Regions from separate parts of the Sus scrofa genome. Here region 1 is linked to region 2. A link is a contact called in public Hi-C data. All regions are on one chromosome and are shown on one strand. The core of a region is the stretch at or near the end of the contact, and the rest is flanking DNA. Distances in the headings are between cores, read along the strand shown.

Region 1 (6,854 bases), core at 2,693-5,192, 450 kb before region 2:
GTTGTAAAAGAGAGATTAGAAAAGGAGGGAAGCAGCCTTCAGGGGGAAATAACGGGAATTTCCAGCAGTAGAGTTGGGTAATGGTTCTATATTTTTAACATGTGCCTGTACTCCATTCATAGTCATTTAAGTGCTTAAATAAGCACAATAAATGTAAATAATTTACTGCTTTGCAAACAGAAAATTGGGCAGAAAAGTAATTTTGAAGAGCGAGTCGGCTTGCAGTCTTCCGTGATGTGGGGCCCTGTGAAATGCAGCTGACATGGCTGTTCATTAAGCTGCTGTTCCTGAGCCTTCTTCACTTCCATTAGCGATTAATTCAGACAGATATTTAACTTAATAAGGTAAGCAAATAAACAAAAGAAGTGCTTTCTGTGCCTTAAGGTTTTTAGACCCCTAATTGCCTTTGTGCACTAATTATCAAGATGAATATCGCACACTTTTCTCACTTCGCGTCTGCCTTGCAAAAGGAGAAAGAAAAAAAAAAATGCCACCGGGGTATTTTGAAATCCTTTACGTGGGAAAGGGTGAAAGAGTTTTCCTTCCAAGGACAAAATGACCACCCACCAAAACGAGAGACTGCGGCGAAGTTGTGCGTGGATTTTTTAAAACATTAGCTGAGCTGGAAGCCACACACATCAGTACCGAGAGAACAGAGCTTGAATGGAATTCTCAGCCAGGAAACGAACCCTCCTGCCACACGGAGAAATCAGACTTGGGGAAGGAGTGGGTAGGCTGTGTTTCGGCTTCGCTCCTGGGGTCTCCGGGTGATGTTTTGGAAGCGGCATTCATCCATCAAAGCCTCACGGGCTGGCCATCCTATGGAAAAGTTTGTAGTCACTTCAGACCCTGTGGAGTTATCCACACTTTGTGATTCGCGATAAACCCCTGGCTGGTCCTTTAATATTTACTGTAATAATATTATTCATAATGGAGTCATTCCGTATTCATGTGGATATAATACGTAATTCCGTTGTAATTTAGCATTAATTAATGTCCACTTATTGCTGCAGATTCTAGTATAGGAAACAATTTCTGATAAGAGACACCAGTGTAATTTAAGAATGAGTGTGATTGTAATTTGAATAATGAGATGCATTGCTTCGTGTCTTCAAGCCACCGTCCCCCCCATTCCCCCACACCCACGTGAACCCAGAGGACTCTCACACGCACCGCGCACACGCGTGCACACGTGCAGGCACGCGTGCACAGGGAGTGCGGGACGGAGGAGGCGTGCGTGAAGTCCACCTGAGGTTGACGTGTTTGGGAGCCTGTTCGATGGGACTTGCAGAGGGTGAAGTTGGCCACTCTCAGAGCTTTATGGCCACGGCCATACCCACGCAAGTGGCTGATTCCGTCTTTTTCCTGGAAAAACAAAACCAAACTTAACACTGTGGTGAGGCGGTTGGCCTTTAATACAGAGGCAAACTATTTTTAAAGTGACAGTGACAAAGGGACTTTCGAAATCAAGGCAAACGCCCCTGAATCTACGTATTCACCCCTCTGCCCACCCCGTCTAGAGGTCTGCCGCCTTTGGGGCCCACCCCCTTCGCGGGCTTCACACTGCCGCCCCTCCGGAGGGGCCGCCTGGGAAAGCTCAGGGGTGAAGGTGCTTAAGTGGGAAGGGGTCGCCGGCGGGAGAGGCCCACCGACCGCCGTGCCCCCGGAGTAACTCTTTCGCTGCAGACAGCTAATTGCTCCTTGCTGCTCTTGTAAAAAGTCCTGAAGCTCCACCACTCCTCCGACGTGAACTTGATACCACATTTCACTCCTTCTTCTTGTAGCATTCGGGGATTTTAAACCTCCTTTTCCTTTAATTCTTTTCTTTCTTTAATGGGTGACTGGATAAATTCAGCGGTGGATTTTTGTGACACTAAAACAGCAGATAAGTGTATGATGCACTCTCGCTATGTGGTTTAAAAATCCCTCACCATATGTTTCCTCACTGGAATGCCTCGTCTTGCAAAATTACAGGAACCGAAGCTTAAAAACACAATTAGGTAGTTTAAAATGAAGTATTAAAGAAATACCGCACATATTCAGATGCCTGCAATGTTTTCTTCCGCTCTCCTTTTTTGGTTTTGTTTTGTTCTTGGAGTATTCCAAAAGCCTCTACTGTATTTGATTTTTATACTAATCATGCCCCATATTTTTTGGATTATGTTATATAGGCTGTGGTTAAATTATAAATGAAAGGGTGAACTACCAGACTTCTTGTCATAACAGCAGCTTTTATGTTGTTACAGAAAATGCAAAAAAAAAAAAAAAGAAGGTGTTTTGCGTTGAAGGGTCCCCTCGCTTATTTTGTGCTGCTTAATGGATATAGGCAGACAAGCAAAGCAATTTGTAGAAATGTTTTTTGCAGTATTTTGAAAATTACAGCACCCTCTCCATCCTCTGAGGGGAAAATGAAAGAAAACTAAATACACAATGCATCCTAACAGCTTTCTCTGCTTTCCCTGTGGTTTTATGCCTCCCTTCCTACAAAATACACGCACACACACACAAACCTACACACGCGCACACACACACGCATGTGTGTACACATGAACTCAGAGCCTACTTCAAGTTCAATTTCTTACCAAGTTATAAGCCGAATGAACTATTTTATGTGGTGGCAAAACCCAAAAGCCATCGTCCACAATGCCCAGTGCCTTCTTCAGTTGTTTAAAAAAAAGCAAAGGGGACAAAAAGCCCGCATGCTCAGAGTATGAAAAAAGGAATCAAGTAACGCCTGGTAATCTCTATGCATTTTTGTTTGCCCATTAAACTTATTTCAAGTTCACTATACATGACAACACAGCCCTTGACTGAAAGGCCACTTTATGTCCTTATCCTAGTGGGCTGGAGTTTTCAGATAGAATTTATACTCAGCAAATTGATGAAATATTTCGTTTACAGGCTGTGGCATTTTAGGTCCATTGTAACTGCATCACTTAAAAGACTTTGCTATGGTGCAGGCACGAAGAAGAATTTTCTGCATTAAATCGACCGCCATGCTCCACCGTTTGAATTTTTGGCCCCCAACTTTTGCCAACTGGAAGGGGGTAAGAGGTCAGAAACGCCCGAGGAAGCGGGATGGATGATCTCTTTGCATGAAGTCATTTGTTGGGCTCTTTCTAATGGAGGGCGAGATTTCACCGTATCTGCTGGAGCTGCAGAGCAGTTTTCCATAAAGAGCAGATCCTATGCAAAAATCAATAGCATAGCTTATGCCCTTCATTTGTAGATAAGTGTATTCTTGAATGTCTGAAAGAATATTTGATGTGGAACTTAAAACAGTGCTGGAAACATAGCTCGGCCTTAATTGCCTTTCACTCTGCAGTGAAGCGAGCCCCTTCGCCAAGGAAGCGGGTAGGAGAGAACGGGCACCCTGGCCGCCTTCATGCTCTGAGCAGTGGGCTTCCCTCTTTTGCTCTCCTGGAACCAGCCTTGAGGGCTGTGGTTTGCTTTTTTTTTTTTTGGCTTCCTTGGATGAACTGTCTTCCCGAGATAACACGCCTTCTTTCGCAGCGCTTGGCGGAGTTTGGTTTGGGGCTCCCTCTGAGCAACGCGAACTTGGCCTTGCTGCTTGCTGGTGTCTTAGGCGAATCCCTTCACTCCTGTTACGAATCAGGGTGCTCGGGAAACAGCCCGGAGCCATACAGCTGATTATTTCACCAAATTTGCATCTTTTCAACAGTAATGGGGACGCCTTCCACAAATGCTCCCAGGCTCTAAATAGATGTTAAGTGGTTGTTTCTAGTTGCTTCCCTCTCCACTCCCCAGAGAGCCCCTCTCTGTCCCACCCGCTCCCAGCCTCGCGTGGAGCCTGCTGGCCGTGAGGCCTGTCCAGACCTGGCACCCTGTCCCCGAGGCCTGACACGGACAGGCTGGGCCTGTCATCCTGGCTGTGGTCCTCCTGGGAAGCCTGGGCACAGAGGCTGGGCCTCACACCCGGGGCTCTAGAAGGAGGCCCGGAGAGTCCTCGGGCTTGGCTACGGCACACGCCAGGCTCGCGGGGCTGGGGTCTCAGCTGTGCCGTGGGTGTCAGGAGGGGCGGATGGGAGTGAGCTCAGCTCCGGGGAAGGGGGACAAAGGAGCCAGCCCCCAAGGCCAGGGATCCCCCCATCACTGGTAGCTGGCCCTGGGCTGAGGGGGGCAGGCGGTCCCAGAGTTAATATTTTTTGAATATGGCTTTGATTAAAAATAGGATAAAGTTTTGTGTTCTGAAAATGTACCAGATGTTTGTTCTAATTTTTTAACGACCTTCTGCTGGCCCCTGGGCCGTTGGCCATGACCGCGTGGGCTTCCAGTGGATCAGACCTGCTGTTCTCTCCGTGCGGCTGGGGCTTGTTCAGAGCGACGGGCCGGCAGCGCTTGGCCCCCAGTGGCTCCCGGTGGGGTGGGGGGCTTTCCAGGAGAGAATGTTCTGGTGGGTCTGGTCTGCTTCCTGCAGCTCCTTGGGAGGTTGGACAAGCCCGCGCTTGGTTCTCAGGAGGGGAAGGGGCTTGGGCAGGGCCAAGGTGCCCCCTCCCCTTCCTCCAGGGCCCACCTGTTTCTGTTAAGCTTCTTGAGGGCCCCGCTTCGGCACCTCCAGCTCTGTAGGGTGGGATAGAAGGTAGAGCTCTCTGGGCTTCTCCAGCAGGCTTGTCCCTCAGCCTGGAAAGCGGCCTTGCCTTTCCCTCTAGGAGGTGCACCTGTCGTGCTCGTGCAAACTTGTTCGCCTGTTTGTGCTCCAGGGAGGTAAAGAAAGTTTGTTCCAAACTGTGCCTGGAAAAGCGCAAGTTTTATTGACAATCAATAGGTGGTGAGTTTCTTTCCTTTAAAATCACCCAACAGGGGAATCCGTTCTTTGGCGCCATAGTGGATTAAAATCCACACTGTTCTTAATTTTTCTGTCGCGTTGATTTAGGACAAAATCCATTTCCTCAAAGTTCAACTTTTGCTGTTGTTCAAGGGATGCAAATATTTATCCTTTAGACTTAAAGCCTTGGTAAGTAAGATTGGCTCTGTTTTCCTTTTCTTTGTCCGTGGGGGTCCAGACTGAGGAGAACAGACCACGACGACCTACGCAGGAAAACGTACACGTGGAAAAGCCCAAGCCAATCCTTTGCACATCTCCTGTTTGTTGTGAAATGAGGCAACGCAAAGGCTTAAGTGACATCTTTCTTTGTAGAAAAACTGAAAAGGAGGATGGGGTCCAGCCTTTCTCTCTGGAAGGCACATCTCATCATCGACAAGAAGAAGGAGGGGAAAGAAAATGATGGGACCCATTTTCTTGTTGAAGCAACAGAGGCCCCAGTGAGGGAACCTGGGCCCACGGAAGAGTCTTTAAGAAAACCCGTCATGCAAGAGCCAAGAGACACTGGCTCCCCGCTGGACAGAGTGAAGGGCCCGCCTGAATGAGCATGAGGCACGGAGTCCGGGCGGGATGTCCTCACAGGTATCTTTAGGGCTGCACCCCATCCCGCCATGGAGAAAACTACAGAACAGTAACGGTCATGCCCAGCGAAGGCACTGGACGCTTGGAGTGACCTGGTCGTGCCTGAGAGCCGCGTCCCATCTGATGAGGCCCGGGTCTTAGCCACGACCGACATAGGAAGGATGGCTGAGGAGCTTCCATTTTCATCAGGAAGTTGTGAGGCCTCCCCTCCCTCCACGAAACAAACCCAAACACCCCCCGCCCCCATTTCCACCTGCCCCCCCAACCCCCCGGTGGGCATCAGCCCTCTGTGCTTCGTGCCTGCCTGCCGTCGCTCTACATCCGGCCCCTCGATCACCTTGAATAAAATATTATGCACAGAATTTAATAGCTTCAGGACGGTCCTTTCATATGTGTCTTAAAATTCTCCTTTCATTTTATGTGTCAGTATATTTCCAGACACTAGTATAAAAGCTATGTCAGCAGAAACAAACCGAAATTAGAAAAAAAGACCTAATCTGCTGTTAATAACTAGGTAAGATTATTTGTTACTTTCCTATCTAGATATTTTTCCTTTTTCTTATTTTTTTTTTCTTTCCTATTGAGAAAGTACATTTTACAGTACATAGATGTGAAATGCAGAAACAAATTTAAAATGCCCTCAGTTCAGGTAAGGTGCCATCATGCATGCATATTTTTTTCAATTTAAGTCATGTGTCTGCACCTTTTTTTCCTTTATCTCCTGTGAAACGTATGTTAATATCCTGGACTCCTGAGGCACAGAGCAGTGCAATGCTGTTTATTTGTTGGTGCACTTACATGTAACAGGACAGAGAGGCTGGGTGGATTCTCGGAAGATTTGTCAGAAATCCTGGGTTTTTAGATATATGCCCCTGGAGTCTCACCCAAGTCGCAGTTTCTGGCTTCCCCCTCGCCAGCCCCCTTTCACGTCTCTGGGAACCCCACTGCTGTTGTCCACACTCGCGCTCTGACCTGTGCTGCTCGGAAATTTTCGAGATGAAGTCATTGCTGGTTTGAGTTACTGGAGGGATGTTAATTCGTCCAGCTGGGCTGGCTCACCCACAGCCCGGGCTCTGGGCCTTGACAGCCACCCTCAGCGAGGCATCCCACAGGAAGGAAGGGGCCAGCAGAGGGGACGGAGGAGGAGACGGGGGTGGGGGGGGTGTCACAGCGCCGCTCCTGCGAGGGTGACCACGGGGAAAAGAAAGGAGAGAAAGCTGCCCACCGATCCGGCAAGAGCTTCACCAAGAGCGCCTGTCGTTAAAATTTGAGTCCAAGTCCTGGGAAATGATCAGTTACTGGATTGCCAAGTGGGCCGCGAAACACACACTCAGCGTCGGTTGCCATGCGTGTTCACACGCGCCTGTGTGATACGCGACGCTGTGTGCTACCGGCTCTGTGGGCCCCTGCAAGGCAGTCCCTTTGTTGC
Region 2 (6,770 bases), core at 1,848-4,347:
TTGTTCAGGCTGGATGCCTCTGATGTGCCCTTCAGGAAACCTCTAGAACCCCTGACCACAGGCCATCACTGACCACAGCTGCTCATACTGGTTTAAAAGCGACAGAGGATAGGAGGTAAATAACTTTGAAAGGCCACCACCAGCCACCCTCAGGGTTGGCCGAGCCAGTCTGTGATTCCTGCAAGGGGATGGAGTACTCAGGTCAGCTGGTTACCTGGGCACCTCACCCGAAACACATCAGTATAATCCAGCCTTTGTTCTGCAGCTAAACTTAATCTCCCATCCTGCATAGTAAACTTATTTGTAAATTCCTTTTTTTTTTTTTTTCCCCCATTCCTGGGTCCTTCTCTTAGAAGCCCATGGCAGGAATTATATTTTATACACAGTGAGTGATTTAGGTGGCATGAGAAAAAAAAAAAAAAAAAAAAAAAAAGCTTGAGGAAATACAGTATCCATGTTATTTTTTTTTCTTTTGCTCCTTTGAAGACCTAAAATAAGAAAAATCTGTCCTTTATGTCTTACGTCTTGACAGACAGAGGTGCAGACATTTAAATAATGTCTTTTTTTCCGTTGTGAATTTAGCACATAAGAGAAAGGCAAGGGCAAAAAAAAAAAAAAAAAAAAAGCCGTCTGAAAAAGGGATCTTGCAGAATTCAACTGAATGTCTAAAAGTGCATTGTTGGTAAACAGAATCCCCTTTGTGGAGTTTCTCGGCAGCCCTACCATGCACTAAACTATTTGGTAAAAGGAGCAAGCAGGATCCTATCTTCAGGACGGCAAGTGCAAGAAAAATCAAGCCCCGGCGACTCTTCGGTTTCCCAGGACTTTTGCACTAGAGGTTGGTGTCAAGTGAAAAATAGATAAAACAATAGCACAGCCATAGGGAGGCTTTATCCCTCAGCTGCATCATCTGGGAGTGTTTCAGGCCACGGCGAAAAATACACTCTGGTCTTGAGCTGACAACTCCGGTCATTTAGTTCTTAGAATGCAGATTTAAGGACGCAGGCGGAAGCACAGACAACGCTGCCTGCCGGCAAAGGTGTTTTTTTTTTTTTTTTTTTTTTTTTTTAGGGTTTGTGCGATTTGAGAGCCGTGGTGTGCAGACCAGGAGGGTTCCTTAAGGGCCACCAAGCACAGCCCTCTCTGCTGGGAGTGCAGCTGGAAAGCTCTGTGGCTCTGCAGTTAGGGCAGAATTCGAGATATCCCGTCCTTTTCTTCAACTCTTTGTACCAAATATACTCAAGAGTGAAAAATACAGGCCATGTCCTCACGTCTTTCCCAGGAATAGAAAATTAATTCTTTGCATATATACACATACAAACTGCAGCTCGAGACACTGGCCCTGCAAGATCCTGCGTCTGGATTTTGATAACTGGTCATGTATTCAAATTTCCATTTGAATATAAATCAAGAAGCACAGGGAAATAGAGAGTTTAAGGGAACTTGAGTCTTTGTTGTTGGTTTAAAGTTTTGTCTTTCTTTTTCCCCATTCTTACCCAAATAAAACTGCATTATGCTGAACCACACAGCCGCCGGTGTGGCCAGGGGCTGGCTATACCCTTGGAAAGCAAAACCCATGCAAGGGTATGGAGCACAGTACCTGTGACCTGCAGGCAGACTGCAGCAACACTGAGTATTTCAATGTCATTGTGACAGTGCCCTTTGCAACGTCTGACCTCCATTCAGAAAGCAGTCGGGGTAGTTTGTTCCAGGCATCTGCTGATGGACTTCCTGGTATTTTAAGGGATGCTTTTCACTGTGATTGCCTGGAAAGAACAAGATCCACTGCAGACACCTGACAGAGGGTGAGACATTTGCCACTGGACAAAGATAGAGTTTGAAGAATGGATTCCATATTTAATCTATTTTCTAAAGTCAGCAGGGACGTTAACAGGAAAGCTAAAACCGGAACTGACTCTATGAAGGGATTCCTCTTAAAATGGACGGGGTTTTCTGGGGGGAAACATATACCAAAAACAAACAATCAAAAAATCCTTTCCCTGTATTTCTCTTGGAATTGAACTGTGCACAGCCACGGGCAGCTCCGCATAGAAAGATTCATGTTTTGTCCTTGTGGACCACACCATTGGTCGATGGTGCTCAGAGCACACATACACCTGGTTCAAGGAGTCCTGCTCAGAAGATGTTTTTCATATGGGCAAAAATGCACATTAACCAAATTAGGTGATTTCACTTAAAAATGTGAGCCATCCTTCCCTTTCACATTCTAGCAACCTGAACATTTCTCAATCTGCAGCAAGGGCAGCGTTTCATAGCTGTGTTTATATTATGCTTAGCTGGCTGTTCTGCTCACGTAACTCACTTCATCCTTTAAAAAAAAAAAAAAGAAAAAAGAATTGCAGGAAAAAAATTAACATCTTTTTTTTTCTTGAACATTTTAAGGCAAGCACCTACCTTCTAATGGTAGAACTTTATTTTCTTCCTTATAGTAAATATATAGTACTGAAATTCCAAAGGTTTCTGCTGCATTTCATCTGTCACCTCAAGTCAAAACCATAGAGTTCAGCTATAAAAGAATATAATAAATTTAACCTGACCTAACTGGGGATTTTTAAGCAGCCAATTTTTCTTTTAATTGTATATCTGTGAGCTCCCTATGCCCACATATAAATAGTCTTTTTTTTTTTTTCCCCTTTTTTTTGGCCGGTTCTTTCTTGAGTTCAAACTTATGGACCTATGTAGGATTATTTCTGCTTAAACGAAAGTGTTTTCAAAAGATTTTAAGGCAAGATGCCATCTGGGGAGAAAATGCAATACTTAAGGAAACTTTGAAGGATGTAGTTTCACCTCGCCGCCCATCTCCTGCATTTTCGGGGGCACCCTGTTCTGGGCGGTAGGCGCCTGCCAGCCGGACTGTCCCTCTCCGAGGACCCAGGACCAGGCACCCTGGCCCCCAGCCCAGCCTGCTCGCTCTTTAGCGCTCATCGGGCTGGTATTTTCTACAGCGAAGTAAACTTCCGCACCCCGGTTCAAATGTAATCAATGTTTTGTTTTGCAGCCTTTGTAGATTGAGCCTTTGTTAGGCGAGCACGTCTTGTTTCCCCAACACCCGAGGAAATCCTCGGCGTCAGAGTGCCCCCAAAAGGCAGCCCGGGAAATGAGCAGGGGCGCGCTGACCTTTAGCGAGACAGCTAAGGTTATGCACATAACATTTGCTTGTTTACTTTGCAAAATAAGCAACGGAGTTGGAAACTCCGAGCGAGCTTCAGCCCGCGCCTCCGCTCACTTAAAAAACAACAACTCGGGGAACCGAGGCGGCCGATCTTCTCAGCTCCAGCGCGGAGCCCGGATCCGCTTTGCTCTGTATCTATCCTGATGCAACTTTAATAACGTTAGCCAAGACTGCTCAGAAAATCACAGCTGTAGCTGGAGGCAAAGAGAAAAAAAAAAAAAAGAGGAGGGAAAAAAATCCGCTAAAACGAGGTGCTGCTCCCCAGCCTCACCTAGGAGCCGGGTGGCGCGGGGCGCGCGGAGGCAGCGGCCACCGGATCGATGGCGCGGTGGGCTGATGGCCACGGGTCGTTTTGATGGATATGACTGTAAAAAAAAAAAAAGTCCAGATTGGTTCACAGTGGACCTCAAACCGTGTCAGCTAAAACCAAAGAGACAAAAAAGTGACAGCTGTGGAGAGTGCACTGCAGGCAGTCAGCGGCGCCTGTGATTTATTGTTCCATCTGCCTCGCCGCTGTGAGGACAAGTTCCCCCTGATTTGGTTAAAATGAAAAGGACCTCAGAGAGCGCAACGTGGGTTTTGAAAATGTGCAGAAACTTTTTTTTTTATTCCCTGATTTATGTCCCTTTCCCCCTCCAGAAAGTCTGCACCGCCCCCCACCCCTTTTGCCCTGGCAGCTCAAGGCAGCGGGGGCGGGGGTGGGGGGGGGAGATTGCATCCACCCTCGCCCCCACCCCACCCCGGGGCCGCCTGGATTTGGGGATCCGGGGCTTAGAGCCCCCATCGCAGCCGGGCGCGGGGGGGGGGCGCCACGCGCGGAGGGAGCGGAGGTGGTGGGCGCCTTGCGGGCCAGGCGGGGACCCCTGTGCTGAGCCCCGAAGATGGAGCAGGGACCTCGGCTGAGCACCCGTCCTGGCTGCAAACCACCGCCGCCCCCCCCCCCCCGTCCCGAAACCATTGTCCCCTGGAAGTTCAGCCCCCTGTCCTGGATTCTAATAAAAGTTTTATGCCGGTCAGCACATTTTCAGCCAATTTCCCATGAAGAGGCCTGTTGGTGTCGATGGTGCATGGAAAGTTCTGCTCCCTCCTGCCTCGGCGCGGGGCCTCTGGAGCCCTGACCCGGTGGCCAGCACTTCCTGGCTGGAGGTTTTTGGCCTCCCAGGTCCAACCTGGTGTCAGAAGCTGGCCTGTCTTCTGTCTCAGGATGTTGGTTTTACCTCTCAAGTGTTTCCTGAATTTGTGAAAATTCTTTTTCTAGCCGCTTGTCTGTAGTGGCTTCATGCTCACAAAAATATTTACTTTTTTTTTTTTTTTTTTGCAAGGGAAAGAGAAAAGAGGAGAGGATGGAGATGGGGGGAGGGGACAGGGAAAGTGGCAGAAAGAGGGAGAAAGAGCCAGGCTTGGCAGCTACCGTGCAGCAGGGGCTGCCCCCAGGGGGCCAGTCCTACTTTCAGAGCGTGTTCCTGTCAGGCTGGGGTCACCATCTTTTACCTCTTTTTTCCATTATTCAAAATAAGTATTGATGTTATGTTTTAGCTATTTAAAAGCCAGCTGCCTTGCTCATTTCAGATGCTTTTCCTGGTATGATTGTATGTGGTAATAGCTGGTCTGTGTATCGTCTTTCACAAAATCTAGCCTTTCAGAGCCTTGGTCTTCAAATGATATCAATCAAAATTTATGCAATTCAAAATCCATATGTATAGAGTCCCAGTTCACCTCATTTCATGATAATAGTACACCACATGTTGTGTACATGTCGAAAACACTTTTCTCGTTCTTGACTGTGTTAACCCCAGGGGCACCCCGTTCTGTACAGCTTTTGCCCGATGGAGCAGCATAATACATTGATTAATACTTGGCAACGACGGAAAACTTGAATAATAAAATGGTGAACAAGGTAAATGCAAACTAAGAAAACACGGAGCGTGTCAATAACATTTGAAGATGGGTGTTAACGTCGACAGCCCAGGCAGACCGAAGAGGCAGGACAGCCCGGTAATTCGGACGGAGGGACCCATCTCTTCCGCACTGTCTTCAGGGCCTGTGGCAAAGCAGCCATTTGGTCCAGGGCCGGGGTCCTTCCTTGAGCTTGAGTTGGGGGGAGTGGCCCTCTGCCCCGCCCCAGCCTGGGCAGCTCTGGACATGGGCCTGTTGCTTCTGTGCTTGTGCGTGGAGCAGAGAGGGTGGGAGGAAAAAAAAAAAAAAAAAACAAGAAAAAGAAAAACCAGTAGGATCACCATGGAATTAGCCCATCATTATAACACCTTAATCTTAGGTGGGAAAAATTAAAGAGGGATTTGGGGGAGTTCATTTGAATTAGCTCTGAGACCTGGTCAACATCATACTTGAGGTTTTTATGCTTTGTTTTGTTTCATTTACAAGTAAGAGCTGATAAGTAGGTGGTTCACGGAGATGAATTCGCTGTGCCTGGGTGGAACGTCCTGATGGGCACGCTGGATTCTGCACAGACTGTTTGTAAGGACACCCTGCCAGGTGTGTGTGTTCTTTAAATGCCACGATCCTTTCATACGATCTATTTTTATCAAAGGCCAAATTGATAACTGTTGCAGGAGAGCATTTGCCTCTGACAGGATGCATTATTTACTTCAGATCCAATATACATTACCAATAAGATTTGCTTTCATGGAAAAGCATTAAGACATTTGGCAGGGGGAGAGCCGAACCTTTCCCTTAATTTGTTTTGGCAACTCTGAAAAATAGAGGTCATTACACGCGCTTCCCCCAGAAACATAACAGGGAACACATATTTTAAGAAAATCGAGATATAATTAAAAATACTGCAGTGTCTTCAGGACCGAGAAGGCGTGCGGAGGTTCGTGTGAGTCTCCTGTGCCTGAGATCCGGAGGCCCCCAGCCTGGATTTTACGAGGAACAGAAAATCAGACATGACGACGGAAAGCCTTTCTCTTGGAAATCCTTAACAACGCACGCCATAATGCCAATTAGTCAGCACCAAACCAAAGTGGTTTCTTTTTTTTTTCCTCCCCGAAAACACGCCTTTTGGAAGCCTCTGTGCATGTCTTCACATCTCTGTCTTGGGCTATCAGACGTTTGTATGAAAATGGATACTGAAAAATTAAGCCCGCTCTTGTTTTGATTAACTGCAGTCGGTTCCTACGAGCACAAGGTGAAAACGCAGGGAACACTGCAAGCGTGTCTTCCTTCTCTGCCCTCCAAACGAGCCAAGCCGGAGCAGGAAAGCTGTTGACAAATTAATACTTTAAGAAAATAAACTCTGGTCATGTTCAACACAGAGCAACTTTATCCTGATTAATTTGTGTTGGAGGCTCTCCAGCCCCCATTTACAAAGCCCCGTAGTTTGTACAAATGTAATTTCCTAATATTTACATGAGGAAAGCCTCAGCAGTTAAGCTTTGCCTCCAGTGTGAGTTTTGTGGTTTGTAAAAAGACAATAAAAATACAGAGAGGTAATTGTAAGCACATTGGAAAAAGAAAGGAAAAAAGAAAGGATTTTTTTCCCCTCTCCTCCTCCCTGCACAGCCCTATAAAAATGGGCTGTGTGTGCAGACGCTCAGGCAGCGGAGTTTTAAGTAAT

Evidence for each region. Hi-C and Micro-C count contacts between places; a contact is called where the count stands out from the background.
Region 1: a Hi-C map of skeletal muscle shows a contact between it and region 2, with 11 times the contacts expected there. The contact joins two enhancer-like sites. A contact is called at or near these places in 5 of 47 Hi-C or Micro-C datasets (embryonic fibroblasts, epiblast stem cells, fetal skeletal muscle and 2 more) and 1 of 2 datasets of contacts at active chromatin or transcription factors (skeletal muscle).

The regions. Positions count from the first base shown.
Region 1 is chr14:138,077,474-138,084,327 of Sscrofa11.1, reverse strand. No RefSeq gene overlaps it. Among named protein-coding and RNA genes, the nearest start is that of MGMT, 420 kb to the left of the region's middle. Within about 2 kb of position 3,942, at least 4 of the 83 cell types and tissues checked have an H3K27ac peak or open chromatin away from gene starts, as enhancers often do. A contact at or near this core is called in skeletal muscle, where this site is marked.
Region 2 is chr14:137,626,563-137,633,332 of Sscrofa11.1, reverse strand. No RefSeq gene overlaps it. Among named protein-coding and RNA genes, the nearest start is that of MKI67, 330 kb to the right of the region's middle. Within about 2 kb of position 3,097, at least 14 of the 83 cell types and tissues checked have an H3K27ac peak or open chromatin away from gene starts, as enhancers often do. A contact at or near this core is called in skeletal muscle, where this site is marked.